Linked DNA regions of Mus musculus: all the other regions are linked to region 1. A link is a contact called in public Hi-C, HiChIP or PLAC-seq and promoter capture Hi-C data. All regions are on one chromosome and are shown on one strand. The core of a region is the stretch at or near the end of the contact, and the rest is flanking DNA. Distances in the headings are between cores, read along the strand shown.

Region 1 (3,398 bases), core at 549-3,048:
CAATCATACAGTGTGGCCGGTGAGGAATGGGGGTGCAAGGTAGTTTCCGTCCTTATTTTTCTGGTGTTGATTTGTGTTCTGTGCTGACACCATTCTAGAGATTACTCTCCAAAGGACATGCAGACACCAAAACGACATCAATGGTGACAGCAGACTCAAAAACTGAACATCACCACTGACTTTTTTTTTTATCAGCTAAGAATGCTTTCCCTTCTGATGTTCCTGATGAAAAGGCTTGCACACGAAATGTATTTTGATACCCACATGTTCCCTTATACAAGTAAACACAATTCTGAGTACTTCTCTAGGCTGAAGTTAGTTGAAATCGTAAAATCTTGGTTCTCTCACTACTCGTTTGTTTCTGAGGCTTGCTGAAGAATCATAAATTCTTGGCAGATTTAAAAAAAAAAAAGATTTATTTATGTGAGTACACTGTAGCTATCTTCAGACACACCAGAAGAGGGCATCAGATCTTATTACAGATGGTTGTGAGCCACCATGTGGTTGCTGAGAATTGAACTCAGGACCTCTGGAAGAGCAGTCAGTGCTCTTAACTGCCGAGCCATCTCTCCAGCCCCCATAAATAACAGTAGAGGCATACCTACTTGTTTCACACAAGATTCAAGCCACCTAGTTACCCGGTTAGATGCTAAGCATGGAGTGAGGTTTTTGTAAGAAGTTGAATTGTTCAGAAAACCATACTACAGTCTCATTGTGTAGTTTTTAAAGGATCTGGTGACAGGGTTTTAATTGCCCCCTGGTGTTTTCCGATCTTAAATTCTGTTTTTTAGGAGAATAGTTGATAATTAAGAAATGATTGTTCCTCATCAAAGAAGAAGCCGAACAAACTATAAACCAAAGAATAGGGAAAGGCAAATAGACCTTTTCCGAGTTAACAAAGAGGCAACGCCTGGAAATTCGTTAATTTGCTTGAATTTCAAACCCCTCTCATCCCGCAGGTGAAGATGGCTAGCAGAAACTGAACAGGAAAGCACTTGTTTCAGCCTTCCTGAGGAAGAATGCTCTCTCTCTACAGTTAAACAGTCCCCCTCAACTAAATCTCAGGTGTGCCTGTGGGCCACAGGTCTCCAAAGAAAGCCCTAAACTCTGCCATCTAAGTGAGAAGTTGCAGTTCCGTGTTGCTCGCCTTCCTCCCCGCCTCCGCTTTGGTGCCCTATTGAGCGCAGCTAGGGCACTGCCAAGTAACTCCTTTTATGGTGAGAGGATGGATTCTTAGTCGCCTCCCCGCCCAAGCCTGGTACCTACTCACCGTGCCTCTGCCAAGTCCCACCCGGAGCTCTCGGGCGTACACACCCACGGACAACCACACACCCACTTTTCCTCTCCGCTCTGTGGCTCCCGGGTAGAGCCCTAAAGCAATTGTCCCGACATCTCAAGACCCACATGTTTGATCTGTGGGTGGAAGATGCGAGAATTTAACCACTCTAACCCGCAGAGCAATGTAGACCAGACACAGGTCCCAGCATCATTCCCGCTAAATGCCCAGCTTGGGAGTGGCGAAGCTCGAGCTGGCGTTTCCTGGGGACTCGATCTGGGGGGTTTCGGTACCTTCGAGGGAGGGAAGGCACTGAAGCTGCACCCGCAGCCGGGTGGCACCCCCGCAGGTCCCTCCAGACCTCCGCAGCTCTCCGCCCCGCCCTCCATCACCGGGCTCCTAGGCGGTGCTAGAGGAGGTCTCGCCCCGCCCCCTTTCCAGATCAGCCAATGGAAGCCCGGGCCGCGCTATGACTGTCTCCGCCCCCTCCGGGGAAACTTGCGGGAGGAGAAAAGTTTGTTCAGAGGCTGGAGACGCCGAGAGCGAAGCTCGAAACCCGGCAGCGGGAGAGGAAGATGAACGGCCTCAGGTCAGAGCCCCAGGCCCAGTGGACCCCGTGCCGCCCCCAGAGCCCAAGGAGCGGCCTCAGCGGCAGCCGCCTTCTCCGGTAGCTGTCCGTTCAGCCCGCTGCTGGGGAGGAGGGAGCCCGGACCTACGCTCTGTTCCACCTGCACGCGTGGCGGCGACACACCTGGACGCTGACCTCCCGCACTAGACCTGCGCGGGCCCTGCAAAGCTGAGACTCGCCTTTGAAAGGAGGAGGCGTTAGTAAATCAAACAAGAAACCCCAGACTGGTCTTCACCGACCCATCCCGCTAGCCTCTCTGGCTTTCCAAGCTTTTTTGAAAGCAAGATACTCTGACCTCAGTTCCGGAAAGTTGGCAGCCACCGAGCCCCGGTTCCGAGACAGCAAAAGCTTGACAAGTTCCGCACTGCGTGGGAAGAGACTGATGGCTGAGGTTGGAGGTAGGTCCTGAACATCTGAGGCCTGAGCCTTGGGCACACCGGGCTCCTAACCCCACCCTACAGGTAAGTCGGGATGGAGGTCTTTGCGTGTTCAGGCGCTCTTCCGGGAAACCAAAGAACAGAATGTCCCATAGTGTCCCAAAATGTCCATAACTTCTTTCGATGAGCATTTTATCCATTCTGTGGGGAATATCACTAGGGAGTCACTTTTCCCTTGAGAAGGGTCTTGCTCATCTCGGCGAGGGAATGAGCTGATTATGGAGCGGTGGGGGTGGGGATAGGCGGGAAATAAATATATTAATGTCAGCAGAGCGGTGCTCTTGACAGAACGGATCCAGACCTTGGGAATTTAAGTAGTCACAGTTAATGAGTAGCTACCGATGAGGAAGTTGGATCTGGGTGCTCTCCTTATCTCTGCGACACAGCATTTTGGCCATGGGTCGAACACCTTGCAAGTGGTAAATGGCTCGTTTCTCTTTCTCTCTAGGTACCATTCCTAGATCGAACCGTGAGCTCCAACGCTGTGTGTTACTAACCACCACCATCATGTCCATCCCCGGAGTCAACGCGTCCTTCTCCTCCACTCCGGAGAGGCTGAACAGCCCGGTGACCATTCCCGCAGTGATGTTCATCTTCGGGGTGGTGGGCAACCTGGTGGCCATCGTAGTATTGTGCAAGTCGCGCAAGGAGCAGAAAGAGACGACCTTTTACACTCTAGTATGTGGGCTGGCTGTCACTGACCTTCTGGGCACCTTGTTGGTAAGCCCGGTGACCATCGCCACATACATGAAGGGCCAGTGGCCCGGAGACCAGGCACTGTGTGACTATAGCACCTTCATCCTACTTTTCTTCGGTCTGTCGGGTCTCAGCATCATCTGTGCCATGAGCATCGAGCGCTACCTGGCCATCAACCACGCCTACTTCTACAGCCACTACGTGGACAAGCGGCTGGCCGGCCTCACACTCTTCGCCATCTATGCATCTAACGTGCTGTTCTGCGCGCTGCCCAACATGGGCCTGGGCAGATCCGAGCGGCAGTACCCGGGCACCTGGTGCTTCATCGACTGGACCACCAACGTAACGGCCTACGCCGCCT
Region 2 (3,398 bases), core at 645-3,144, 990 kb before region 1:
GTTTGGCTTGTGGCAGGCCTTTGCTTGCTATTTGCTGACCACACTGAACTAATGCAAGTCTTAACCGCGGAGGAAGCGATTTCAAGTACCAGCTCTACGCGTAACGGCTACGTTTTCTCCCTTCCAAAGAACTTTATCTGCCTTCACCCTTTTCATACATAACTGGAGAGTCTTCTGAAGTTTATGATTCAGACCGGAAGCAAGGGCAGTGAATATGCAGTGCCTGAATTGAGAGTCTGAGGAGTCTGTCAAAGATGAGCTAGTAGTGAGGCATTGGCCAGCTCTTACCTGCCTTATTCTTTATACAACATTATTGAGCACAAGACAAAAGAGGTCAGGTCCAGGAGCTACAGAATACTGTGTGCACACAGTCAAAGGCAATTTCTCTCTTTCCCAGAGGGAAGAAAAATGGGGGTACCCAGCCTTCCTCTCTACAATCTCTTGTGGAAGAGTACTCAGAGAACTGTTCCCTTACTCTTGATCTAATTTAGTCAGTTGCTGAGGAAAGACTACAGGTTTGCCTGCGTGTCACGGCAACAGAGGAGATCACTTTTGGAGAAAGAAGGGATGCAAGAAGCAGCAGTCACTCAGTTTAAAGCCAAAACTGGGGATTCCTGGGGTTTAACAGGATGCTACTTAGCACGTAAGTGAGTTTGCTCAATTGCCTTACCAAGATGGGGTTCCAGCTGCAAGAAGATATGGAATGCACGTGCCCAGAATTAGGACTTGAGTGGTTTGGAGATGTGAAATCAGATTTTCCAAATCACTAGGCCTAAAAGACTCAGCTCTGCTCTTCAGAGAGAGTAGAAGTCAGGGGACCTGATTCTCAGAGAGCATCAATAGCTAGCCTATGTTAGCAAATAAGTAGCAAGATTACAGGCCCCCAACAGCTACCACAGGGAGATGGAGAAAGACACAGAGATAAATGGATAGAGTGCAAGGAAGGAGAGAGAGGAAGGAGAAAGAGAAACTTTGATAGCAGCAGATGAATATGACATCTCTTTCTATTTTCTTTCTGTCTGGCCCCTCAGCTCCTGCCTCTTGAGAAGTAATACATACCTACTCCAAAATCCATGTGCTTGGAGTATAAACATTCAGAACTGCACCCGGGTCTCTGAAATAGTCCCCTGAACTGATTCAGGACTTCTATCTTTTGAAACCTCCACATCATACTCCTGCAGACATTGCCTATATGGCATCCCAGACTTATATACAAGCAATGTTAGTAACAGTTGGATGTTAGCTTTGTAAGGTTGCATTCATAGGGTTCTATAGATGCTGGAAGCAACTGAGTACCCAGGGGTAGGTGAGACTGAGAGTCCTTTGCAATGCTGATAGTCACGTAATTCTTAACTTGGCGGGGGAATTACATTGTGTGGATGTAGTGTAGGACTTCAAACACATTGGTGAACTCAGAGTCAAAGATTGGTTGTGATGATAATCAGTGTGTCTAGCTTCCCTGTCTTACTCCTCCTCAAGTTTTAAGTGGATTCAAGCAATTTGAAAACAAAGGCGTATCGAACGGTTAAGCGATTTTAGCAGCCATGACTCAGCAAGGGCAGGTACATTTGGGTGATATTTTTGCAATGGCTTTTAAGTGCTCTGGGTGTCCCATTTAGACATCCATGGGGCATCTCACTACACAATGACCTGAATAATCATGAAAGAAGGCTGGGCGTTGCACATTTCTGGAAATCTATTCAAATATCTAAGCCCCCGCCCCCTTTGGATTGAAAATGAAGCATGAAGGCTTTGTATTAAGTAAGAAATATAAATGCAACTTGTAAATGTTTCAAGTTTTAGCTAGCCTCAGAAACGATACCTAAAGTTGCCTGCATTCAGACAGCACCCAGGTCCGAGAGGCCCGGGATTTCTTTGTCATCACAGCGCCCCCTGCTGGTTCAGGATGAGACCTGCAAGACTGCTTGCCCGTTTCCCTTCAGCTTTTCAGGGCCTCTGGAAACAAGGCTGGAAAACATTATCCTCAACTGAACCGTAGCCAGGAAAATCTCAGGAGGGAATTCTTTCCTGACATAAAATTAAACCTGGCTTCAGCATATCTGAAGAGGGGAAAGAAGGAAAACTTACTGTTGATGTTTCTTGGCTTGAGATTTTTTTCTCCCCCTTGTTCTTAAAGCAACATTATTTTTAAAAGCTGAAACGAGACGTGCCATCTGCCAATTTGGCCTGTCCCTCCATTCCCTTCAGTTCACATTTCACTGTCTTGTCCCAGTCCGTCCTTTTGCCCTACTCCAAAAAAAGTTGTTTAAGTGAACAAATGCTTTTCAACTCATCAGTAGGAACAAGTGGAGAGAGTGTCTTTACCTCGCACAGCAGGGAATCTGGCCTTAAAAGTTCCACAAAGTTCCAGGGATTGCGTCACCGATGTGGTAGCTTTAAACCACTGACTAACCAGGTCTGCCCATAATCTGACCAACAGATCTCTGTCTCTTGAGAAGTGGCTCAGAAGCACACGACCCTCAGCAATAGATGTTCAAGGGCGGACTGGGTGCACTGCTGAGTTAGAGCCAACAACTTGAAGGTTAAAGAGCGGGAGGGGAGGGCTTTTCCTGCCCGCCTGTTCCTGTGCTAGATGGTGCAGTGGTTATGTGATCTAGTGATTATATATGATCTAGTAATTATATGATCTAGTAAGGCTGAAGACTGTCCACTCAACCCCTGATGTGTCATGGTGTTAAAACAAAATCAAGCAAAACAAAACAATAACAACACACCTGCACGGGGGTATTTATGACCTGGGAAGTGAGACATTCCTTGTATTTCAGACATACTTGCCAAGTTAGTGCTAATCTGCGGTCATCTCTTTGTCTGGCATGACTGTTTTATTTATTTTTTCCCCTCCCCATCAAAAGCTATAGTCTGACTTATCACTCATCGCTGCCACCATTAAATAATAACAGGCAGTGTCCACTGTCCTGTTTTATTGCTTCAAGAAGAAAAAAAAATCCTGTCCTTGTAACGTTGTCGTGACACTTCTATCATGAGTTGGATAACTATTTGCAAGAGGCTTTTAATAACTTTTTATTGTGTTTCACGGGTCAGTTTGTCTGCCCATACACCACTATCAATATGCCTTCATTGATACTTCATTGGATCACTTCCATCACGGGAAGGGCAGCGCCTGGTCCTCACAGGAGGATCCTTGCTCTCACTGTGGATATGCTTTACCCATGTTTGACAGTCGGCCATCACTTCCTGTCTGGACCATTCAATATTCTCCCTTCTCCCCATGCCATACCGACGTTTACACTGGCGATAGTGTAATGTAAGTCTAATTAAATAGTAAGCATTTGCATTTTATCAATTTCTTATTGGTGGTAGATTGATCTATTCTTACTAACTGTATAGGCTTCCTTTCTACAAAGCGAGGATATATC
Region 3 (3,398 bases), core at 385-2,884, 910 kb before region 1:
ATATTTCCTTATGTTATATTTTAGTTAAAATATTGTATGTGTAGAAAAGAGAAAGAGTCTTAAAAGCCACAGGTGAGAAATGCCAAGTCATATACAAAGGAAAGCCCATCTCAACAGCAGATTTTTATATAAAAACTCTAAGAACAATCAGGGTATGTAACTGTTCATTTTAAGCTCTGAGAAACAATGACTCTCCACCCAAAACTTTCAACTCCTTCATAAATGAAAGAGAATAAAATCTTTCAATTTTGATTAATATTAGCAAGTCAGTATTACAGAAGATATACAAAAGAATCGTATACTGAAAAAATTACATATCCTTGAGATTACAGGAACTAATAAACTGGATTAGAACAATAGATAAGCAAATGAAAATTAGGAAAGTACCAGTAAAAAAACAGGAACTAATAAATACCATTAAATAATAACTGAATACTGTCTCCAGTCTCAATAAAAATGAAAGTCCGAAGAATGGATTAAACATCAGGAACACAGCATTTCCTGTCCGAAAATAATGAACCTCACTGTCAAAGACAAACATAATCTAAGAGTTAAAGGGGAGGAAAAGGACTTGTAATCAAGCAAACAGAAATAGGAAGCAAACAGATCCAGCTACATAGCTATCTGACAAAGGAGACTTCAACACTAGTCTGAAGAGACCAAAGTCATTACATACTAGGAGAACAATGAGTTATGAGGATACTGCATTTTGACTATATACTATAAAACAAATGCTACTGGATATAAAGGCACAGATTAACTGTAATAAAGAAATAATGGATGGCTTCATTAGCCCAGGAACAGAAGGACACACACACACACACACACACACACACACACACACACACACACACACACGAACATAAAGTAAATCTTAGCAATCAGAAGAAAATTGAAAACAGTCGTATGTTCTCTGTGATTAGAATGGAATAAAAGTAGAAACAGAATCCTTCTCAACAATAATTTTGGGAAAGTTGAAGGTCCATGTAAGCTAAAACTAGATCCCTGCCTTTCACTTGGCACAAAAATATGTTAAAAATGGATCCGGCACCTTATAGGGAGACCTGAAATTCTGAACCTGTTAGCAGACCACACTGGAGAAGCATCTCAAGGTATAAGCAGTGGAGAGGGTTTATGGAAAGGATTCCAGTTGCTCGAGGTGAAGGAACATCTATATGTTGACAAATGTGACTGCATGAAATTACAAAGTTTTTGCTCAGCAAATGAGAACAAAGCTCGACTCAATAGAAAGGTGCATAAAAAACATCACCTGATAATGTTTAGCAATGTTACTCCTTAGTAAGCAGTCAAGCAGCTAAACAATAACTCCTTAATGCATTTAAAGCAAGAAGTAGAATAGTTCGATTCAGAAATCTTTTTTTTTTTTTTGCCAAGAAATCTGTGTGGCCCGCTCCCATGCCAACTTGTATAAAGCTTACTCGTATTTCACGAAAAAAATGCTTTCAAAGTTGCTTGTGCGTGGAGATCACACAGTATCTGGCAATACTCCTGGTAACTTGAGTGGTTGGATCTGCGAGTCAGCACACCACGCGGAAGGGACCACACTGACAGCCGTGACCTCAGCAAGGAGGTAAAACTAGGGAGAAATTGCAATGTTGACAAGCGAAGCAGCAGTATCAGTAAATTGCTGGGATTCCTTTGCAGAACACAAACATCTCTGTAATGTATTGTCTGGTAATGATTAAGAATGCTGCAGTTGGACTTTTCAGTGTGCCTTAGAAACTTAGAGAGAGAGAGAAGGAAAGTTGGGTATGAAAAAAACCCCACCTGAATTGACATGAATGTTTTAAAATATTTTCCTGTATTTTAAAACTGATCATATAAGAGGTTTATACTTACCCTGACCTTTTAAAGATGGCTGTGTCTTCTGAGGAATGTCTTTCCTGGTCCTTAGGCTGGTGAGGCCTAGGGTAGTCATCCTATTCATTATCTCTTGGTTCTCAACCTTTGGTGTAGCCCGGAAGGCACATGTAGAAAGGTGCCAGAACTCATGGATGTTAGATACTGTTGACACTCAAAGCTTGATCCAATTGCTTCTTTAGTCCCTTTCCTTGTGGATTTTGATGCTAGGCTGCCTTCTAAGTATTGATTATAGTGTTTTCTGCCATGTGTGGCTTTTATCATGGGTTCTGGGGATCAAACTTAAGGCCTCGTGCTTGCACAGCAAGCGATTTACCAACTGAGCTGTCAGGTCAGCCCCTCTTTTGTTTTCAATTAATTGGGGTCAATTTTTGTATCTCTCTTAAGATGAACAGTCTGAATAAAACTACCCATCACAGCTATGATAGGAGCTCAGTGTGTTCTTTTTTTAATTTTTTTTAATTAGGTATTTATTTCATTTACATTTCCATTGCTATCCCAAAAGTCCCCCACACCCTCCCCCACCCACTCCCCCACCCACCCACTCCTGCTTCTTGGCCCTGGCGTTTCCCCTGTACTGAGGCATATAAAGTTTGCGTGTCCAATGGGCCTCTCTTTCCAGTGATGGCCTACTAGGCCATCTTCTGATACATATGCAGCTAGAGACACGAGCTCCAGGGGGTACTGGTTAGTTCATAATGTTGTTCCACCTATAGGGTTGCAGATCCCCCCAGCTCCTTGGGTACTTTCTCTAGCTCCTCCATTGGGGGCCCTGTGTTCCATCCCATAGCTGACTGTGAGCATCCACTTCTGTGTTTGCTAGGTCCCTGCATAGTCTCACACGAGACAGCTATATCAGGGTCCTTTCAGCAAAATCTTGCTAGTGTATGCAATGGTGTCAGCGTTTGGAGGCTGATTATGGAATGGATCCCTGGGTATGGCAGTCTCTAGATGGTCCATCCTTTCGTCTCAGCTTCAAACTTTGTCTCTGTAACTCCTTCCATGGGTGTTTTGTTCCTAATTCTAAGAAGGGGCAAAGTGTCCACACTTTGGTCTTTGTTATTCTTGAGTTTCATGTGTTTCGCAAATTGTATCTAAGTAAGTATTGTGATTCAAACTAATTACATATGTTAATTATTTAATAAGTGTTGTTGATTCACACATTTTTCAGAGGGAAAAGACATTTTGAGGTAAACAGAACCTTGTATTTCTTGAAGGGTAAAAGTTGGAAACCCACAAACCCTTTTTACAGTTCTTACAATTTTAGGTTACTAGGTCAGTAATTAATGACCTTTCTTTGGAAGGATCAGACAGATTTTTAGGTTTTGTGAGACAGTCAGTATCTATCACGACTAATTGTGTCTGCCTTTGTAGCATGAAAATAGCCATAGGCAATATATAAATAAATAGGTTTGTCTGTGTACTAATACAAATTTTCTTTGGGGAGAGAGGTGCTGGGGATTGAGCCCAGGGCCTTGCAGGTGCCAGGTAAATGTTCTACCACTCACATAAATCTC
Region 4 (3,398 bases), core at 588-3,087, 820 kb before region 1:
TGATACGAAATCAGAAAATTTTAAAGGAATTAGATTTCAGGTGCTATATTTGAAAATCATCAAGAATTGTCTTTATTTTGTTAGGTTGAAAATAAACCTGTGCTGCCTTTTCATTAAGGGATAAAGATGCCTGGGCTGCTTCTAACACAGGCAAGGTGACCCCTAAATTGATATAGGGCTCAGACTGGCTAACAGCTAAAGGGTAAATGGGTAACGGTACATTTAATTAGCTGCTACTTCCGGCTCATAGCGAAGAAAGCTAAAAGGTAAACAGGAATCGACACTAAATGAACGATGTTATTCCTTCCTATCTAGGCATCTTGAGTTCTAGGCTGACTACAAGGAAAACTAAATTATACAAAGGTTACCATGTTCTTTAGATCAAAAGGATGTAGTGTTGGCATTGAGCCTCAGGTCCAGGTCACTCTGGGAGGGGGTCAGTGTGCAGCCCTTAAGTAATAACTGCAAGGAAGAAAGCCATTGCACACCCAGTTCCTCCTCTTTTCCAAAGGGGAGTGTTTTGTCCTCCAAAGCATATCATTTGATTTGGACTCTGTTAAAAGTGCAACTCTCTATGTCCCACAAAACATTTAGTAGGAGAGGCAGGGCACTTCCCCTCCCTCTCACAATGATAAATTATAAACCGAGTATCTTTCTGTGTCCATGTTTCAATTCCTTGTCAGTGAGACTGAGCACCCACACAGTGATTGCGTCCCAGGTACACAGGCATTTCTTCCCTTCCTCCCTGTCTCTCTGGTCTCCCTTATACCTGACCTTTGGATAACTGCTCCTTTAAAAGCATTTGGGGGTAAAATAATTACATTTTGTTCCTCAAAACTAAGAAACTTGTTTCTTACTTTAAGTATTTTTTCAGTATTTAAAAATTATTCTCCAGATTGTTTGGCATACTGGGATTTGAAAAATTGATATAACTGATCAATAAAGACGCAAGACCAATGAAGTGTTGCCAACCTAGCTATGTAAGCACCCTGTCACTATCCATTGAGTCCTATTTATACTCTACAAACATCGTGTGTCCTCCCATGGGTCTTGCCTCCGGAAAATACCATGTGAGTCTGCCTTAGCGAAGCATCAGGTGAGCCTGCGTCACATGACATAACCAGGATCTTCCACTTAAATATATACATATGCTCTAACTACAGCCTGCTCAGTCTCTACGATACCTAATGAGTGCTTTCCCTCCCGCTGACCATTTGGTGTTGGATAACGAATTGTTGTGTCCTTCTTCTCTTTCAGAAGTCTTAATGTGAGATTAGAACTAAGTTTTTCTTTGTATATGTAAAAACTGTATTTTTCAATTTACTCTCAGATTTCTAGGGTAAATACAATTCTTTACTATTTGCCTTATCAAGTCAAATTAAAAATTGTTAGATTTTACTAGCTCTATTCAATTGTAGATATTATTAGCTCTATTCAAAGTATTGATTTAAGGAATCAACTATGGACTGAAATGTTACTTTTGTTTGTTGGTATTTTCAAATTGATAGTATTACAAGTTTTAAAACTTAAACGAAATGTCTATTTAAAATGTACTGATTTAAAGTTGATTTTTCTATAATTATTAATAGATAATTTTAGTAAAAACCTTTATTATCTTTAAGCAATGTGTAATTACTAATTCATTTATTGACTATCACAGAATGTCCATTCTTTATGATTCTTGTAACAAAAAGCAAAATTTTTAATAGATAAAACTACATAGTTGGAAACTGCATAACTACAAAATCAGTTTTCTGTTCAGTGGGTAAGTTCAAGGATCATACTCAGAACTCTAACACGTGCCGTGTTAAGGACTATGCTATTAAGTGACTTTACCACTGAGCCTTCTGGTGGAAGCACACTTCTGATTATGCAATGTTTTAAAAACGGTACTGCAGAGACTAGGAACATCTTAATGAAAGTAAAAGTATACTAGATAAAATATTCAAATTAGTAATATTTTGAGTATATTTGCCTGATATTTTTCAAACTGTTAGATTGTTGCTGTTATTAGAATGGAAACATATTTAAACATTATGGAAAACATATTTATCAAAATGGGCTACTGAGCAAAAAATAAGGAAATGAAAGCAAGTTTTAATATATAAATATACATTGTGTTATGCATGTTTTATAACTCAAAGTCACTGACTAATAAACATGACGGATGTATTATTACAAAGTAAGAACCTGTCTTTGATACTTATACTAATTTTTAGCTATATAAAATCCATAACTTCATGAATGTTTCTAAATTATAGTTTTGTTGGTACAGTTAGCTAGAGAGGAGGGTAGAGCATCTTAAAGCGAGATTGTTTGATTCATATCTTCTTAGTAGACACACATATGGCATGTAGACCTCAGTTTGTTCTCTTGCTTAAAGCCCTGTAGAAGGTGGGGATAGCTACATTTTGACAGCCCAGATGGAGTAGTTTGAATTCTACCCTTGGAAAGGGTTGTCTGATATGAATACTTGACATAAGAGCCTGGAGGAAGCCACGCTCACTCTACTCAGATTAGAATAACATATCGGAGCTACACGCTCCCTCTACTCAGATTAGAATAACATATTGGAGCCACACTCCCTCTACTCAGATTAGAATAATTAGATTGAGATAATTGTGTTGCTTTATTTTTTGAATAAGGGTTTTCTGCATAACCCTGGCTAGCCTTGAACTCACTGTGTAGACCAGGCTAAACCTGCCTCTGTCTCCCTAGTGTTGTGATTAAAGGTATGCACCAGCAACAGCCTGCAAGATAAATTACTTTCAAGTACTTTTTTCTTCTATGTAAAGTGATCACTTTAGCAATGATCCTAGTTAGTGACTTTGGAACTATGTCTTAATATGCCTCAATAAAACAGACCTCATGAAAATCACTGTTTAATTGATTATTCATGAATTTCCAGCTATATATTTTCATTTCCCTCTCTTGGAGAATTCAACATGATGTATTCTTTCTACCTAGAGAACAGAAGTTGAATCACTCCACAGAGGACGACTGTGTTAATTCCTTCTCACTATTCATCATTCCTCCCTCTGGCCTGCTGTGCTTTTCTACTCATCTTCATGACTCAAGATAGGAGCCGATGCCGTTGCATTCTCTCATAGCTGGAGGCCTTAGGTAGCTGGGATGTGATTTAATGGACGCTTTGGTACATGACTCAATGGAAAAATCACTCTCTTTCTCTAAATGTCTCTCCTGTCTGTATTAATTGGTACCAGTGTATGATTTACTTTGCGGCTCCCTATAGGTCTTCTTTTCTATTTCTTATATACCTCAGGCCTCTCCAGATTTTAATCCTTTCAAATAAATCATGTTTTAAGAACTGTTACTTGCCTTCCTATCTTCCAAGTTCAGGACATTTTCTGGGAAATGATGACACAGTATCAGAGTAA
Region 5 (3,398 bases), core at 342-2,841, 790 kb before region 1:
CCTTTGAAATATGGAATGCATGGATAGCAAGGAAAACTCACACTGTGACAATGATAAATATCACCTGTTTATCTTCTGGTGTGGAGAAACGACAGTGTTGTCCTTTGGGAATGTGTTATTTCTTGGCAGTGTCCTGATTATCACTTCATGTAACAAAAGTAGATTTCCTATTCAAACAGATCTGGACTATCTCTCGAGCTTTATTTTTATAGTAGCAATATAGAGAAGCCTTAAAATATGCCTCTTAGATCTACAACTGTGCAGCTTATAACTGATCAAGGTTCTGGTTGCTATATTTCAAATGTATTAGCATATTTGTGTAGAAGATACACCTCTCACGAGCTTCTCTCAATTAATGGACTAGGCAGGCTTAAATACTAGAGTCTCTCCCTGGGAGATATATGAGTGTCAAAGTTTACCTAAAAGCATCCATAGGCTTTATTGCCTGTCTGTACATAGAGAGAGCTATACTACATAACCTAAAATCTCTCTACCTAACTCATATTTATCCTTCCTCTCTCAAATGGATTGTGATATTACAGGCTTTCCATCCTAGCATTATTCTTTATTTTCCCATCATTGTCATATCCCCTAATCACTCTCTTACATGCCTAACAACATAAAAGCCATACAAGAAAACAGCTAATGAAATAGATTTGCAACTAGCTCATCTTCACCATAGGGGGTAGGAAACACACCCTCTTGTCACTGCTTTTATCCACAGATCATCTTAGGGAGTCTTAGTGGAGAAAATGAAGTGGCAGGTATGATAAGTAAATTGATTTAAAACACTGAGAGATGAATGGTGTGCTGATCAATTTTTGCCTACCTGAGACAAACCTAGTTATACTGAAAGACCCACAACGTGAGGACTCCCCCACGTTCTGACTCGGGAGAGGCGACACCCCAAAATCACCAACGAGAAATGTTCTTGCTGCAAATTGCAAGAGGATTTTTATTCGAGAGTGCTCTCGGGCCCACGGTCATACACCACGCAGGGGTAGAGGACCGTGGCGCCCCGAGTAGCTGAGTAAGGGGGTATTTAAAGGAAAAAAACCACAACTCAAGGAGGTGGGAAGGGCGTTGTTGGAAAATACCAAAAATACCAGTTAAGAGTCACAAGGAAGTGTAAAGTTACAAGAGTCACAAGGAATACCTGGTAATTGTTAACTCTCAAGACAGTTTCTAAGAGCCCCTAACAATAGCACATTTGCATTGCAGGTTCCAGTAATGGTCAGGGTGACTTTCTTTGAATTAACACTCTTTGAACCCAGGAAGCGGGTGGGTGGAGGAAGGAATGTCTCGCTATCTGCTTTATGATTAGCATACCTTGGAGCACTGAGTTTACTACTCTTTCAATACCAAGGAAGAGGAAAGTGCAATTGAAGAATTGCCTGGCTCACCACCCCCCAGAAACAACAACTCAGTGAAACTGACTTCCTCTTTTCAGCATTTATTCATTACAAACAGCTTCTTACCTTGGGGTGAGCTTTTGCATTGGCTTCCCATTCTCTGTGCTACGTGCCTGACTAAAGCTTAGCCCTGACTGGCAGTCACGGCTGGAGAAGGTAGTCTGAATGTTAAGGGAAGAGAAGTGTGATCATCACCGTCTCTCAGCTACAAACCCTTCCATCTACAACAGCAACCCTCCTGCAAGATAGAGTAGTGCAGTAGAGTCACAAATATTCTTGGAAGTAAACAACGACTACTTTGATCAGATTTAAGGTCACTCTATGAGATGAAGACCATACATGACACTGTTAAAGTAACCAAAAACCTGAAACTAGATAGGTAACAGGCCTAGGGAAAAGCCTACTCTATTACTCTACTAAAATCTGTGAGCATTCTTGCAGGGGGTCGGGGGACATGCTGCTTGGCAAATGATGTAAGATAACTGTACACATTTCCCTCTTTGGATAGGTGAGTATGGACTGTGTAAGAAAGATAGTTGCTCCAGGCAGTGGTGGTGCATGTCTTTAATCCCAGCACTCAGGGGGCAGAGGCAGGTGGATCTCTGAATTCAAGGCCAGAATAGTCTTTAGAACAAGTTCCAGGACAACCAGAGCTATACAGAAAAATCCCGTTTTGAAAAACAAAACATAACAACATGATATAACAAACTAGAAGGAAGAAAAGAAGGGGGAGAGAGAGAGACAAAGAGAGAGAGAGAAAATAGAGACATGGAGACACAAAGAATGAGTAAGCCAGAAAGAAACAAGAAAACAATGAAAGAAAGGGGGGGGGGGAGGAGGGGGGAGGGGGAGAGCTGAGTCTGAGAGAAAGTCACTGGTCTTTTTTTTTTTTTTTTTAATCAATTCTTGCCTAAAGGTTCCCACACTATTTTCTTCCTTGTTTTTCTTTGATGGTAGACTGAAACCTGTCAGTGAAATAAATCTTTTCGGCCAAACGTTGTTCTTGGTCAGAGTTTTGTCACAGTCATAGAGAGCAAAGGGAACAGGTAGCTACGATCAGAGGAGAATTGGCAGGTTCCTGAAAAGATCTACAGATCATATTAAAAGGAACTGAAAAGTGTCTGCCTTGGAAAAGCAGTTGTTGTGTATCCAAAGGGCCACATGAAGACACTCTTCTCCTTTGTAGCATGAGGACAAGCATAGCTGGATGTCAGGCTGAGCATAACATTGTTGAGTAACAGTGTTCCAAGAATAAAGGAAGTGCACAGCAGAAACTATTCTTGTCTGTGAACACAATGGTCCTGGTGGGATATACTTGAGCCCTAAAATACACACTGGTGACATCTGCCTGGACTCCCAGTGTGGAAAGGTTCTGGAACTTGGCAACTGTTCTAGAGCCCCTAGCTTTATGAAGAGGTTGCCTATTCCTCTCTAGTAGAAACTAACAATCATCACAGAAACAGAATATACTAATGCCTTTCTCTGCTGTGAAGCAACAGATATCTGTTTTAAGTATTGTCACCCTTGTTATCCCTACAGTATTAAGTTCCAGCATTACGTGGAGAGAGGACACACATGCCTGTTAAAGATATCTCACATCAAACGATTGGCAAGAATGCATCTCATATTTACCAACAGGAGGCAGAATAATATTCCTGATGCTGATTTTAAGAGTGCTTTGTAGTAAGAGTGGCCATGAAAGAATTCTTGGGGTCACTTTCTCAGGACACAGTATTTAGCATCCTGGCAAAGACTACAGTTAGGCTGAAAAAAAAAAATCAGTCTTTAGAAGCTTGGAAAAAGATGATCACAAAATTCACAAGTAAAAATGCCTGAGTTTCTTTGGCATTTAGCCAAGGCAATAATAAAGCAGCTGGAGTATATATTCATGTTAGAATGCATATACTACAAGGGGCCAGGATATTCACATCATGTGTTCCACAGGTAAACCAGGAGGGATACTTCACTCACACAGCCTGTCTGTAA
Region 6 (3,398 bases), core at 540-3,039, 750 kb before region 1:
GATAAGTGTAGCCCTTATCACTCACCAAAGAACCTTCTCTTTGAACAGATGGAGACCTTTAAGGAAACCTCAACCAACCCAAATACAGAGTGGTGAAGCCTAGTCCCAAAGAATACATCTACAATACAATAAGAGGTAGTGGAAATATTGAAAAAGCTAGAAGATCAGATTTGTTTGTTTGGTTGGTTTTGTTTCCTTAATGACAATTAAACACAACAGAACTGTTGGAGTTGTATTTAAGCCAAGCACTGTGCTCCTAATTTCCTAATTTTTGATTCTCTTATCTCCTTTCTTCCCTCCCCATCTTTTCTTCCTTCTCTCCCTTTTCTTCTCTCTCTCTCTCCATCCCTCCTACTCTCCCTCTTTTATATGGCCTAACACCAACCTGGTATGTTTATGCCTTTACCCAAAGGTTATTACCCACTGGGTTATTCATTTCTACTCATATGTCTAAAGACTGTTTTCCATCATTTTCTTTATCTTCTAATTTATCCTAATTATAATTGTTAATTTTCTATTATTTGACTTTCATAATATCTGTTCAGTATTGGCAGAGTTTCAAAAGATTTATACCAATTTTCTTAAGAATAAATTTTACCTAAATTACAAGCCTGTAAAAAAATTTTTTTCTTGGTCCATCTCATCCCTGTCTGCTGCAGACCCTCTAGATCCCTTTGTCTGCATGGAACGGGTCTCTGGGGCAGGTGGGCAAAGCATTGGATGAAATGACAGACAGATGCACACAAGAGAGGTTGTGTAGAATCTGAATGTAATGTTTCAGGTCGAGCATCAAACTTTTTATACCAAAGAAATAACAAGAAACCAGGCAAAATATAATCCACCAAGTTACAGTGACGCAATACAAAAGGAATGTATACATCAAAAGAAGGTGGGGACCAGGCTGTTGCTGCAAATGAAGGGAGCCAGGTGTAAACTAGTCTATTGTAAAACCTACCACCAGGGGTTCTGCACTAGCAGACCTTATCATGAATACTGCAATTCCCCAACACCCTATTTCCTGGGTCTACAGAAGAATATACCAACTTGCTTCTAAAGTGAAGCTTGCTATACCTAGCTGTAGAGAAGATCCCTGTCTCAGTGGGATTCCCTAGCTCTATTATTCCCTTGTTTGGGTGAGAATTGCTACTGTCCTTGGTAAAAATTTTGCAGACCAGCTCTGAGCTACTGTCTTTGTAATGCTTAATTAGTAACTGAATAGGTAACTTCCTTTCTGCATTCCTGCTGGATTTCAAGCTCAGATTTCAAGCTTGCAGGCTTCTGGGACCTTGGAACAATGGGGAGGCTTAATTATAACAGAATTTAATCTTAAAAGGCGTTTGTAATAAAATATTAAAAGAAAGCTCGTAGATCCATACACCAGACTAACGTGGGAATAGAGTATGAGTATTTGGGTAAATGAGAACGCCAAAACTCCAGGAGGTGAGCTTCCTTGAAACTCTCTGCCTCGTGAGTGGCTTTTAGGCTTCAGAGCCTGTCAAGTCAAGCTACTCAACTGGAGTGCATGGCACCTGACATTTTCTGTATAGAAATCATGAATTCAGTAAGGCTTGCTTCCCCATCATCTCCTACTAATACCATCTTTACTTCTGTTTCTAGGTCTCAATATTTATTTACTACATTACAGTGATGCTGGAGGCCTGCTCTGGATTAGGGAAAACACAGGTGTGAATTGGGACAAAGCTTTAGACAAAGGCCAAATACTGATGATCTCCAGTCTTTTAACTCTCTAACTATACTGGAAGGTAGAAGCTGATGGCTTCTGGAGACTTAACACACTGTTGCTTATTCTGTGGCTGCCCCTCCCCTTGGGATTAACACCTGCAGCTTAATAGCAGGGGTCTGAGAGGATTAAGTAAAGAAGTTTTTATTCTTTTCCTCTTTCAGGTCCTGGCCCAGGCAGGAGTGAGGCAAGGAGTTCCCTAAATTTTTGTCTGATAAAGACAGCTTCAGAAAGTCAACTTGCAGAAACAGGCACTCACTTTTAAAAGAGGATGAATCCTTATTTCTGAGGGGAAAAAAAGGAAAACTGCTTTCTATCCCTAAATAAAAGAAGACTTGTGCTAAGAAGAACCTGTCCCTGTCTGTTCTTCTTATTCTTAACTTTTATATTTTCTCAGGATACATGGTCACATGGTTTTGCAAGCATCTAGTTTTTAAAAGTTTCATGATAAATTCAAAACAAAAATTTAAATTATAAATTGAATAAGTAGTCACAGTAGAAATGTTTACATATATTTCCATAGAGACTATGTAATTAAACCTTAACTGTCACTAGCTTCACAGGTTCATTAAAAGTTTCAAACAATAATTCTTATGTCATAAGTTAGCAAGGTTTTGTCAAGAGGCATATCATCTGCCTTGGGTCTCATTAGTTTTGAAGTTTTGTATAGAAAAATTCAGTCAACAATTTTATTTTCTGGCCTTGTACCTATAATAAATTGTCTATTCCAAGTTTATGACCTTTAGTTATCAGATAATAGTTTCATGGCTAGCCTAGAAGGAATGTTTTCCCTGATCATCAAATTACTCTAAGCATGGTTTCTATCCTAGTGCAGTAAGCCCAGGACACAGGAAGGTTTACAGAGCCCTAATTGTAGCTTTTCTATAAAGGTCTTAAAATTACTTGTATAAATTTAGTAACTCTATAGAATCATTAATAGGAATTTTGAAATCATCATAATTTGTCTACATAGCATTGTTACACAGAGTACATCTTCGTTGATCTGCAGAAATTCTGCCTTGTAGATTGGGTTAATGCCCAAGCATTATTAGACCTAATAATATAGCAATTATTAACTTAATAAGAACAGAAAAGACTTATTAACAGCAAGAATCAATCCTGAGGTAGGTTTTCTGAAAGCCTTGCAATTCAGAGTTTATCCATTACAATGATGCAAAATGATAGACCATCTCCAGGAAAATTACTTGTTAGTATTTGTCTCTCCTAGATGGCTTATGATACCATGAACTATTTGTCTAATTCTACTACAGTTGACTAACTCAAACCGAATTTTCAAATTAAATTACATCGTGTTTTTGCAGCTTTTCGTGTTTTTGCAGTTTTGTGTTTGTGATGTTTCTGATGACAGCACACAGGTTTCTCTTTTCTCTGTCTTTAATAATACTTTTGTCTAGTTTTCATGGAATTAAGCTCTTTATTTTTTTCCTATCAATGCGGTGCCTCTTAAGAAAGCAATGTCACAGTTTTAGGAAAAATACTATTTAATTTCAATTAATTCATCTTTAAACGTACTCACATCCTACAATCTATTCAGGAAGATGGAACTCTTACAAACTGAGGTATAGGGCCACTGCCAATGACCATGTCTCTGTGGCCTCTTCAGCATTTGCAGCGATTTACATTTAATAATTTTAGG
Region 7 (3,398 bases), core at 386-2,885, 710 kb before region 1:
TGAGTGGGGAATTAGAACCTGCAGGCCAACGTATCCCGGAGGAAAACGTCCATGAGAACAGTTCAAGGAACTAGTAAGAAACAAGGGGCAGAAAGCTGTGGGACAAAAGCACAGAGGCTTCCGGAAGGCCAGAGAGCCTTTTCCTTGAGGCCAGGATCACCCCTATCTGCCATAGTCCATGGCTCACAAATAACATTTTGCCTTCAGTCAAGAAAAAAAGCAGAGGAAAAAGAAGGCTCATTTGAACTCGAGCCCCAGCTATGTTCTTCAGACTGTAGTTCCATATCTACTCTTTTATCTAAGAGACAGCCCCATCTCAGAACCACAGTGCTTAAATAACAAAGTGGCCCTGGAAGAAAAATGGTATTTAAGGGGATAACATTGCATTTGGGTACATTGCAGCCATTGGACCCCTTGGTCTGGGGAAAGCAGCTGGATTTGAGCCAGGGAGGCTGCCCACCCTAGGAAATGGGAAATAGGAAATGCCTACAGGGCCATTCATCCTTGGAAAGGAAGCTGGGTTAAGGCCCAGGGTCCCCGTTGGTCTTGCAAAAGGAGCTGGGTTGATACCCACAGGGCCTGCTGGAGAAGAGCCCAGGGGCCCCGCAGCTGACCTGGGGAAAGCAACTTGACCTAGGCCTAATAGACCAGCAGACCTTGGGAAGGCAGCTGGACTAGGAGCCTGCAGGCCAGAGGCCCTTGGAAAGTTAGCTGGGTTGGAGCCTAGTAGCCCAGAGGCTCTTGGGAAAACTGCTTGATTTGAGCCCTGGAGGCCAGCAGACCTCTGAAAGGTACCTGGATTTGAGGCCAATGTGCCAGAAGACTGAGAGAAGGCATTTGGGTTCAGTCCTCCTGATCCTGTCCCCCTTGGAAAGACTCCAGCATTTACCCCCACGGGGCCACCTGGTCTTGAGAAATGAGCTGAATTAGGACCCATAGGGCCAGGAGCCCTTGACATGGGAGAGGGATTTGGCCCTGGAAGGCCAAGTTCTTGAGAGCTAGGACCTTTGTTTGGACCTATGGGACCAGGTACTCTTGTCATGGTGGGCGGGTTTGTGCCCATGTTTCCAGAAGCTTGGAAAAAAGAAACGGAATTTGTCCCTAAAAGACCTGCTGCCCTCAGGATGGGGGCAAGATCTAAGCCTTGAGGTCCAGCCATTCTTAAGTTAAGACCAGATCCTGTACCCAAGAGGTCACCTGCTCTGTTGTCCAGATTTGGGCCTGGGCCTACGCCACCAGCTCTTGGGTTGGGCCCAAGACCTGGTTCTAAGCCACATGCTCGTGGGTTCAGCCAATGATTTATATTCACCCTAAAAACTCCTTTCTACTTTCCAAGGTTCATCAACCCCCAAAAAGTGTACACACACAAGCTGTTTCACTGAGTATCAGTAGAGAAGGCTTTCATGTAATAAAGGCTGTAACACTGGACTCCTCACCCCACCCTGTTCTAGCCTCTGCTTCATCCTTCCAGCCCAGTATGCAGCTGCACCTTGACACCCCGAGGGAGAAAGTAGAACATGGAGCCACATCTTATTGATGGTCAATTTCTTCAGTGAAACCCTGATCCAGGCTGTGTCAGATGTCAGAAAAGGGAACTATTTCAAGCCTGCAGACTTATGCAGCGTATTATGCAATAACTGAAAGTGATAAATAAGGATTTCATGGGATTTTAGCAGATGCTGCAACATACTTCAAAGAAGCAGTTTATATTCTCAGCAGCAGGAAATCAATCAGCATTTTGTGTGCCTCACATCTTGGTCATCTCTTGTTTTGTCAGTTTCGATTTTGATATCTAGTGGGTTTGCATGATATTTTATTACAGGTCTTGGCTCAATTTCTTACTTTCTGTGGGTTTTCAGGAGTCATCTTATCTGTCCTATCAGTAAGGAAAATCCATTAGCTATGAAAGCAGTGGCGCTTTCTAGAAGATTAGATTTCATTTTAAACTGAGGATATCCGATCTGCAACCTTATGCTTGTCTTCAATATTCTTTATGCATGTAGACAAAGAGAATCAAGATAAACTTGAGGTTCAAAGTAGCATTACAGGACACCACTATTAAATTAATTAATATGCTAATGTCACACTGGTCATCTTTAGAGAAATAGAAGTTTGAATTTATTCAATATCCCTTTTTAAAATTGGAAGCTATTTTTTGCTATTATTCTCTAAAATCAATTTATGGTGGTAATAGTATTGTCATAGTACATAATGGTAAATATTTGATTAAGTATACACCTATTAATCATTAATGGATAAAACTAAAGTGAAATGTTATACTCAGGCTTTTAGACAGAATGAAGATCTTCCTTTCTTAGATTTAACCAGCTTTCTCTTTCCTTCTCTCCTTCTTCTACCTCTCTTCTCCAGAACTAAAATTAAAGCAAAAGCAATTCCATGACCAAACGCCAACAGTCTTATGGGTATAATTTTTATTTTATCATAAGGAAATACTATAATGGTATTTTTTGCAAACATCCTAAATTAAGTGTTAGTAATTAGTCATTCAAATAGGGTAATAATAACTATTTGTAATTTAATTGCGATTAGTTTATGGTGAAATGCCTTTGTCTTTTTATAACTCAAATAAATAAGTTTAAAAGATCCTCTTAGCATTTCATTCAATTTATTTTGTGTGTTTGTTTTATTTTTCCAAGAGAAAAGGTTCCGAAAGAGTTGCTAGAGCATAGCAATGAGCGTGTTAGATCAGCATCTACAGGTGCCCTGAAGAATGAGAACGTATTGATTACAAATCGAGTTTCCTTTGGCTACTTTTTCTCTTTTATAAACAGTTCTTCTTTACTGGTACTGTTATCATGCTTATTCCCCTGCATCCTTTTGTATCAGGTATTAGACTTATTGTAAGAATAATGAAATCTATGTTTTAATACTCAAGTATTTCCTTCCTAGTGGATTATATAGATCCCCTCCTACTACAAAATCACATTAATGTCTATTTTTATCACAATAATTTTAAACATTACATCTACCCACATCAAAACTTCTATCTGAAGGTGTTACAATTTGAGGATCAGGTATTTAAGAGAAGAATGGTGTTACAGAGTGATTGGCTACTTGCCCTTTCTATTAAATGTGCCTAGGTGTGGCTCTGTGCATGGGAAAGCCTGTAAAAGACAGAAAGAAGCATTGGATTTTCATGGAGCTGGAATTACAGGTGGTTGTCACCTGTGGAGTCAAGGAAACAGCAGCTCTGGTCCTCTGCAAAGCAGCATATGCTCTTGGTTGCTGAGCCCTCTCCCCATCCTCTCGTACCATTATTCACTTCTGGTGTTACACACACACATTTATCTGCTATTATTCTCTGACATCGGAAAGCTTCCCTCAGCAATGCTTTTGAAGTAGATCTACTCTCAGCTAGAACTCCTTGTTTCCTTTTC

The links. Promoter capture Hi-C pulls out the DNA fragments that hold promoters and counts their contacts. A called contact is a pair of places that touch in the nucleus more often than the background predicts. HiChIP or PLAC-seq counts read pairs in DNA pulled down with a chosen protein or histone mark.
Region 2: an H3K4me3 HiChIP or PLAC-seq map of bone marrow-derived macrophages shows a contact between it and region 1, with 5 times the contacts expected there. The contact joins the enhancer-like site here to the promoter of Ptger4 in region 1. A contact is called at or near these places in 16 of 39 promoter capture datasets (the 3T3-L1 cell line, 3T3-L1-derived adipocytes, the C10 cell line and 9 more), 1 of 15 datasets of contacts at CTCF or cohesin (embryonic stem cells), 21 of 115 datasets of contacts at active chromatin or transcription factors (the NIH/3T3 cell line, bone marrow-derived macrophages, embryonic basal ganglia and 13 more) and 1 of 9 other capture datasets (pancreatic islet).
Region 3: a contact with region 1 is called in a promoter capture Hi-C map of second pharyngeal arch cranial neural crest, with 6 times the contacts expected there. The contact joins the enhancer-like site here to the promoter of Ptger4 in region 1. A contact is called at or near these places in 14 of 39 promoter capture datasets (the 3T3-L1 cell line, the C10 cell line, the HPC-7 cell line and 7 more), 2 of 484 Hi-C or Micro-C datasets (bone marrow-derived macrophages and cranial neural crest), 9 of 115 datasets of contacts at active chromatin or transcription factors (the SCID.adh cell line, bone marrow-derived macrophages, embryonic hindbrain and 5 more) and 2 of 9 other capture datasets (adipose tissue and pancreatic islet).
Region 4: a contact with region 1 is called in an H3K4me3 HiChIP or PLAC-seq map of bone marrow-derived macrophages, with 13 times the contacts expected there. The contact joins the enhancer-like site here to the promoter of Ptger4 in region 1. A contact is called at or near these places in 19 of 39 promoter capture datasets (3T3-L1-derived adipocytes, the C10 cell line, the HPC-7 cell line and 15 more), 100 of 484 Hi-C or Micro-C datasets (the AML12 cell line, the Ba/F3 cell line, the C10 cell line and 59 more), 34 of 115 datasets of contacts at active chromatin or transcription factors (the 230-238 cell line, DN3 thymocytes, the NIH/3T3 cell line and 23 more) and 4 of 9 other capture datasets (adipose tissue, embryonic stem cells, liver and 1 more).
Region 5: a promoter capture Hi-C map of embryonic stem cells shows a contact between it and region 1, with 13 times the contacts expected there. The contact joins the enhancer-like site here to the promoter of Ptger4 in region 1. A contact is called at or near these places in 4 of 39 promoter capture datasets (cranial neural crest, embryonic stem cells and liver), 1 of 15 datasets of contacts at CTCF or cohesin (the NIH/3T3 cell line), 3 of 484 Hi-C or Micro-C datasets (bone marrow-derived macrophages, embryonic stem cells and macrophages), 24 of 115 datasets of contacts at active chromatin or transcription factors (the NIH/3T3 cell line, the SCID.adh cell line, bone marrow-derived macrophages and 13 more) and 4 of 9 other capture datasets (embryonic stem cells, embryonic trunk, liver and 1 more).
Region 6: an H3K27ac HiChIP or PLAC-seq map of embryonic stem cells shows a contact between it and region 1, with 5 times the contacts expected there. The contact joins the enhancer-like site here to the promoter of Ptger4 in region 1. A contact is called at or near these places in 10 of 39 promoter capture datasets (the 3T3-L1 cell line, the HPC-7 cell line, embryonic stem cells and 4 more), 2 of 484 Hi-C or Micro-C datasets (B cells and bone marrow-derived macrophages), 16 of 115 datasets of contacts at active chromatin or transcription factors (the SCID.adh cell line, embryonic limb bud, embryonic stem cells and 7 more) and 2 of 9 other capture datasets (embryonic stem cells and macrophages).
Region 7: a Hi-C map of bone marrow-derived macrophages shows a contact between it and region 1, with 14 read pairs. The contact joins the enhancer-like site here to the promoter of Ptger4 in region 1. A contact is called at or near these places in 14 of 39 promoter capture datasets (the 3T3-L1 cell line, the C10 cell line, the HPC-7 cell line and 10 more), 1 of 15 datasets of contacts at CTCF or cohesin (the NIH/3T3 cell line), 1 of 484 Hi-C or Micro-C datasets (bone marrow-derived macrophages), 19 of 115 datasets of contacts at active chromatin or transcription factors (the 230-238 cell line, the NIH/3T3 cell line, the SCID.adh cell line and 12 more) and 3 of 9 other capture datasets (bone marrow-derived macrophages, liver and macrophages).

The regions. Positions count from the first base shown.
Region 1 is chr15:5,242,587-5,245,984 of GRCm38.p6, reverse strand. It overlaps Ptger4 (prostaglandin E receptor 4 (subtype EP4)), which reads left to right and starts at 1,798. Exons shown (of 3, transcript NM_008965.2): 1 at 1,798-2,302; 2 at 2,790-3,398. The coding sequence starts at 2,287.
Region 2 is chr15:6,236,872-6,240,269 of GRCm38.p6, reverse strand. No RefSeq gene overlaps it. Among named protein-coding and RNA genes, the nearest start is that of Gm16311, 71 kb to the left of the region's middle. Within about 2 kb of position 1,894, at least 44 of the 459 cell types and tissues checked have an H3K27ac peak or open chromatin away from gene starts, as enhancers often do. A contact at or near this core is called in the NIH/3T3 cell line, bone marrow-derived macrophages, fibro-adipogenic progenitors and 2 more, where this site is marked.
Region 3 is chr15:6,153,102-6,156,499 of GRCm38.p6, reverse strand. No RefSeq gene overlaps it. Among named protein-coding and RNA genes, the nearest start is that of Gm23139, 3.5 kb to the right of the region's middle. Within about 2 kb of position 1,634, at least 16 of the 459 cell types and tissues checked have an H3K27ac peak or open chromatin away from gene starts, as enhancers often do. A contact at or near this core is called in second pharyngeal arch cranial neural crest, where this site is marked.
Region 4 is chr15:6,063,745-6,067,142 of GRCm38.p6, reverse strand. No RefSeq gene overlaps it. Among named protein-coding and RNA genes, the nearest start is that of Gm41259, 21 kb to the right of the region's middle. Within about 2 kb of position 1,837, at least 1 of the 459 cell types and tissues checked has an H3K27ac peak or open chromatin away from gene starts, as enhancers often do. A contact at or near this core is called in bone marrow-derived macrophages, where this site is marked.
Region 5 is chr15:6,028,639-6,032,036 of GRCm38.p6, reverse strand. The region is part of intron 2 of Gm41259 (predicted gene, 41259); the gene reads left to right. Among named protein-coding and RNA genes, the nearest start is that of Gm41259, 14 kb to the left of the region's middle. Within about 2 kb of position 1,591, at least 17 of the 459 cell types and tissues checked have an H3K27ac peak or open chromatin away from gene starts, as enhancers often do. A contact at or near this core is called in embryonic stem cells, regulatory T cells and trophoblast stem cells, where this site is marked.
Region 6 is chr15:5,989,957-5,993,354 of GRCm38.p6, reverse strand. No RefSeq gene overlaps it. Among named protein-coding and RNA genes, the nearest start is that of Gm41259, 53 kb to the left of the region's middle. Within about 2 kb of position 1,789, at least 9 of the 459 cell types and tissues checked have an H3K27ac peak or open chromatin away from gene starts, as enhancers often do. A contact at or near this core is called in embryonic stem cells, epiblast stem cells and stem cell-derived epiblast-like cells, where this site is marked.
Region 7 is chr15:5,949,333-5,952,730 of GRCm38.p6, reverse strand. It overlaps the pseudogene Gm49095. Among named protein-coding and RNA genes, the nearest start is that of Gm41259, 94 kb to the left of the region's middle. Within about 2 kb of position 1,635, at least 8 of the 459 cell types and tissues checked have an H3K27ac peak or open chromatin away from gene starts, as enhancers often do. A contact at or near this core is called in bone marrow-derived macrophages, where this site is marked.